2 separate regions of the Sus scrofa genome follow, and region 1 is linked to region 2. A link is a contact called in public HiChIP or PLAC-seq data. All regions are on one chromosome and are shown on one strand. Each heading gives the region's core, a stretch centred on a gene start, on an enhancer-like site or on the middle of the called end of the contact. The rest is flanking DNA. Distances are from core to core; before and after follow the strand shown. Region 1 holds the start of ZSWIM6 (zinc finger SWIM domain-containing protein 6). Region 2 overlaps LOC102161888 (a long non-coding RNA gene).

The links. HiChIP or PLAC-seq counts read pairs in DNA pulled down with a chosen protein or histone mark.
Region 1: an H3K27ac HiChIP or PLAC-seq map of alveolar macrophages shows a contact between it and region 2. The contact joins the promoter of ZSWIM6 here to the enhancer-like site in region 2. A contact is called at or near these places in 6 of 47 Hi-C or Micro-C datasets (alveolar macrophages, blood, embryonic fibroblasts and 2 more) and 1 of 2 datasets of contacts at active chromatin or transcription factors (alveolar macrophages).

The regions. Positions count from the first base shown.
Region 1 is chr16:40,104,062-40,106,761 of Sscrofa11.1, reverse strand. It overlaps ZSWIM6 (zinc finger SWIM domain-containing protein 6), which reads right to left and starts at 1,263. Exons shown (of 14, transcript XM_021076973.1): 1 at 583-1,263. The coding sequence starts at 1,237. It overlaps LOC110257311, which reads right to left and starts at 576. Exons shown (of 1, transcript XM_021076974.1): 1 at 1-576. The coding sequence starts at 139.
Region 2 is chr16:40,050,472-40,053,196 of Sscrofa11.1, reverse strand. All of the region lies in intron 5 of LOC102161888 (a long non-coding RNA gene), which reads right to left. Among named protein-coding and RNA genes, the nearest start is that of ZSWIM6, 54 kb to the left of the region's middle. Within about 2 kb of position 1,301, at least 5 of the 83 cell types and tissues checked have an H3K27ac peak or open chromatin away from gene starts, as enhancers often do. A contact at or near this core is called in alveolar macrophages, where this site is marked.

The DNA of each region.
Region 1 (2,700 bases), core at 14-2,513, 54 kb before region 2:
ATTTTCCTCCCCTCAAATCGAGGGGGCGGGGAGGGAGGGGGAGAGGAGAAAGAAAGACGCTCAGCGAGCCACAGACAAGGAAAGAGAGGAGAGAGAGCATAGAGCTCGGCCCGGCCGCCCGCTCGGCACCGGCCGGCATTGTCTGTGCGGCCCGCGCCCCCTCCCCCGCCCCGCACGGCCCCGCCACACACACCCTCCGCCGGAGCCCGGCCGTCCGCCGGTGCCTTTGTCCACATTCACCCCCCAAAACAGGCGAGCAGGGCTCCAGGACGTGCTCCGGGGGAGGAGGGGGAGGAATGGAGGGGACCGGGAGCACCCGACACCCACCCCGCCGACCCCGCGGCGGGGCGCGTCCTGCTGATTCATTTCCCACTCGCGCTGGCCCGTCCGGGGAGACAGGGGGCGGGGAGGGGCGGGGAGGAAATGGGCGCTCCACTCAGGAGGACTGTCCGGGCCGGTGAGGGCACCGGGCGGGGTGCGGGCGCGCGCTGCGCTGAGGGGCTGCCCAGAGGGGAGGGGGCGGGCGCCCCCCTGAGGGACTGACCGACGGACAGACGGCCCCCAGACTGCCCCGTGACTCACCGACTTGCAGGACGTTGTCGACGCAGCCGCTTTCCAGCAGCGCGATGCCCCGGCGGAAGGGCAGCCGTGTCTCATCGCCGCCGTCCGCCGACCCGGCGGCCCCCACCGACGGGGCCCCGGCCCCGGCGGCGGCGGCAGCGGCGGCGGCGGCGGCGGCCGAGGTGGCGGCCGGCGAGGACGAGGAGCCGCCGCCGCCCGCGCCGCCCGCGCCGCCGCCGGGGCCGCCGCTGTCGTCGCCGGGGCCGCCCGCGGCGCCGCCGCCGGTGTTGAAGGACGAGTACATGCAGATCTCCCGCTCGCTGCGGGGGAAGGACCAGTAGACGATGCGGCGCTGCACCGGCTCCGGGATGCGCTCAAAGCGCTCCTCCACGCGCTGGAACGGCCACTTCTCAGCCACCTTGCGCGCAGCGATGTCCAGCAGCGACTCGGGGCTCTGGGTCTTGCCCGGTGGCAGCAGCCCCAACGCTGCGCCGCCCCCGCACACCGCTGCCGCCGCACCGCCCGCCCGCGGGCCCGGCCGACAGGCAGAGCTGTAACCGCCACCCGCTCCTCCGCCGCCGCTGCTGGCCCCGCCGCCGCTGCCGCCGCCGCCGCCGCCGCCCGGCCGGCAGCAGAGCCGTTTCGCGGGAGGAGGCTGCTGTCCGCGCTCCGCCATGACCGCGCCGCTTCTAACCCGACAGCGGAAGTGCCGAGACCCTATAAACGGCACAAGGAAGCGCGACACGCACACGCCGCCGCGACGCCACGCTGCCATCTAGGGCCCGCCGCTCCTTGTATGGGCACAAGAGGCGAGGCCTTCTCCATGACGTCCTGGCTGAGGCGGGGCACCGATAGGGGGACCTAGGGCCAGGGGCGGGCCCTATGCAAATCGCTGGGCTGAAACATAAATAGAGCACTCCGCGGACACCAGGGTAGCGGGGGCGGTGGGGTTGGGTGCCGGTGGGGTTGTGAGAATGTCAGGCTGCTGTGACGCGGAGGGGCGGGGCTCTGGCAGGGTTCCCGCGGGAGGGGGCGGGCCGCCAGGCCTGGCCTAAGGTGGGTGGGTCTTTGCGCCCCTAGCCTACTCAACTTACCCCTCCAATTCCCTGCCATCCTTTGATGTCCTGCAAGTGAGGACGCGCCTCGTGGGTCGCAGCGGGGAGGGAAGGGGAGATAGGAGGTGAGTAAGGAGGAGGTGTCCGAGCTAAATGGAGGGCGGGGCCGGCGGGTCGATGCCCCACCCCCCCATCAGAGCCTGCCCGCCGGGGGAAAAGCCTCTGGGCGGAGGAGGCGCTTTCAAAACAAAGAAATGCGGCGTGGAACCCCGGGGACCGGGGTGGAGAGGAAGGCGGAGGAGGTGCGGCTGAAGCTGCCCGGCCGCCCGCTTCCCCTCCAGTCAGACCGGAGGAACTCCCCCCACCCCCAGCCCAGGCTGCGGCGCCGGAGAAAAGGGAGGAGGCTGCGTTCCGCGGCTGTTTTCCAGTTCACTTTTGCAAACCTAGGCGGAGGAGGAGAGCACCAGCCCCGCTGCCCCTCGTGGCTGCAGTGCACCCAGCCCCGAGCTCCAAGTCCGCTCTGTCTCGGCTCCTGAGCCTGCCAAAGTGTCCGATAAAGCGCAGAGCGCTCCGAACCTGCCCAGTAGCAGTGCGACTTGCGTCCGGAGCCAGCCACAGCCGCCCCGCCCTCGCGCTTCCTCAGCCCCGCGGGCGAGGAAGCCGGCCCGCTCGCCGGCGCGGAGCTGGGGAACTTGAACCGGCCCTTGTCGCCCCCGCGGCCGCGCTGCGGATACACCAGTCCATGCCTGAGAGTGATCGGGCTCGTAGTGGAGGGCACCCGGGGGCAGTGGGTTTAGCAAACACACCTTTGTGAGTACAGACACCACGGGCGGGCGCGCGCGCGCGCGCACACACACACACACACACCCTACGGGCCCGAGCGCACAGCCCAGCAACTGCAGACGGCGCGCCCCGGCTGCTCCGCAGCGGACGGCGGCTGCGAGCGCGCTTGGTGCGCACTTGAATCTGGCACGCCTCGGCCCCAGGCGTCGGGCTGAGGGGAGCCCTGGCGCTCGGGATGTGCGCCGCGCTCTCTGCCGCCCCGAGCGGCCCATCCTCCAGGGTAAAGGCAGCGTGCAGGGCG
Region 2 (2,725 bases), core at 52-2,551:
ATTCAAACGTGGCAAGAAATGAAGCCAGGACATAACACAGAGTAATGATATTTAATGTTTATGGAAACACAGAACCATGGACCAAGTATTATTTTAGGAAATTTATTCACATTATCTCTAACTCTTACAGACCACAGGCCAGGGTGCTATTATCCCCTCTTTTCACAGATGAGAAGATTGAGACACAAAACAACTGGGCCACTGTTGCCTGGCTAGTAAGTGCTAGAAGCAGGCTATGACCTAGGCAGTCCATCTGTGGAGCCCACTGCTTGACTGGTACAGCACAGAGGCTCCTTCCTGCCTGTGGGCCAGACAGGAGACAGAGCAGGGGTCTGCACCAAACTGTTGGCTGTGGACAGACCCTGGAGCTAGTAAGCACGAAGAACTGGCAGGACTCAGACCAGCAGTTGGGGTATGGGGTGTCCCAGGTTTCTGGGTAGATAAGGTGGGAGGGGATGCAGCTCCAGGTCTAGAGAGCCTTCAAGGGGCCAGGTTTGAGGTGGAGAGCGTGGTTTGGTTGGTAACTTCTTTACAAAACAGCTTTGATAATTCATTGTGAGCACTCAGCATGTTTGCTTGCTTTCTCTTCCTCTTACTGGGAATTCCTGCTAATAACTAACTACTTTAGTTCTCTTCTTTCAAAAGCTAGATCTATGTCATTTCTTTTTCTGCTTTATTTATTTATTCAAATTGATGTTTAATTCTTTTAGTTTCTAAAAATTTTACTTCCACTCTGACTGCATTCCTAGAAATTCTGTCTGAAGATTACTTGGATTCACATGTTCATTGATTTTATTCCCCGCTTCCCAGAATTAATTTGAGAAAAAAAGCCATGTTTTCTAGCTTCCAAACACTTTGTCTTCTGCCAACAGCTGGCATTCTTAATCCCGACATTGGTCAGCCTTGAGCCTTGGAATGTATCTATCACTTTATTTCAACAATGCACTTTAGGTATTTACATGTTTAAATTTCTTAAACAATACAAACTCCATTTGTCTATAGCTGCCACTAAAGTACATTTTAAAATACATAGTTATTTAAGTCTTGCCTCAGGATAGTTTTTGGAAAACTTCCTAAAGAACAATCTTTTCACAGATTTCTGGTTCAAACTACTGGACTACAAAGACCAATTTGGCAAGGTTATTCTCTCTCCCTCTCTCCCTCTCTCTCCCCCTCTCTCTTGCTCACTCTCTCTCTCTCTCTCGCTCTTTCTCACACACACACACACACACACACACACACACACACTCACAGTTTTAAAAAGGAAGATGAAGTCATCTACTATTGCAAAATTTCTTTCAATTCTAAAATATATCACCAGAGGGACAGTTCTAGCAAATTAGTCAGAATTGTAATTCTAACTCTGTAGGGTACCTCTGGCTAAGCTATTTCCCCCTAGTGATTCCACAAAAGCAGCAAGACTCCATTTATGCTTCTTTGTTAAAATGCATTGTGAAATGGAGGTTGATTATGCTTTCATTAATTCGTGCGGTGATGATTTGGCGCTTACTATGTGCCACAGACTGTAGCAGGGAGCACAGTGATGTTCTAGGAGGGCATAAACTCCACCTTAAATTTCAATCATGTGGAGGAATCAGAACTAAAGAAGCAATTACATTATAGTTTCTGGAGGAAGAAATCTTTAAGCTCAGACCTGAATGATGAGTAGAAGTTACTAAGGAGAAGAGAAGAGGAAAAGAGACTTCCAGTCAGAGGGAGCAACGTATTCAAAAGACTCAGAGGTGAACAAGAACAAGGTATTAAAAATTTTGCAAGTTCAGTAGGCCTGGAACTTAGAAACAAGGGGGTGGTTGGTGAATCAGTCATACTGACTTGTCGTGAAGGGCCGTGTAAGCTTGTTAAGGAATTTATCCTGAGGTTAGGAGGAACCCATTAAAAAGGTTACAGCAGTGAGTGTGGAGAATTGATTGAGGAGAAGCTGTTGGAATGACAGAGAAAACAATGGCCTGAACTAGGATGGTAGCTGAAGGAGCAGATTCATAGGGTAACTGGAAGGTTGGTTATGGGAGAGCAGGAGACACAGAAGGTAACAGGATGACTCCCAAGTCTCGGGCTTGGCCCATCAGATGGATGACAGAGACATCCACTAAGAGAAAGAACACTGGGGCTGGGGTGGGTGGAGACAGGTTTTGGCAAGCTGAGGTCGATGTGCCCGTAGGAGAGAGTATATAGTTAGTTAGTTCATTGAAGAATTCAAATTAAAGACATAGACATGGTAACTGAAGTTAACTGAAGGAATAAATGAGCATGCTCAAGAATAGGTGTAGGTGCCCAAAAAGAAATGTCCGATGATTTTAGCAACGTGGAAGTCACTTGTGATTTTGAAGGGGCAAGTTCAGGGGGATAGTGGAGGGAGAAGCCAGGTTGCAGAGTGAGCACGAGGAAGAGAACAGTGTAGACAACGCTCTCAAGACGTTTAACCATAGAAGGGAAAAGAAGGGGCGGGGGAGATGCTGGGGGTGGTTTAAGATCAAGGAGACTCTGGAGAATTTAAATAGCAATGATAAAAATTTGGGAGGACACAGAGGGGCTGAGGGTTCAGCAAAAAGAGGCTTGGTCTTGAAGGAGGCTGGGGAGGGGACTCAGGGACTAGGGAAAAAAAAAAGAAAATGTGAAAGGGTTTGAAGATGTTCTCACTGAGGATTTTTTTCTGTTAGTGGAAGGCAAGATAAGATTAAACATGAGAGGGAAGTTTACAGGATAG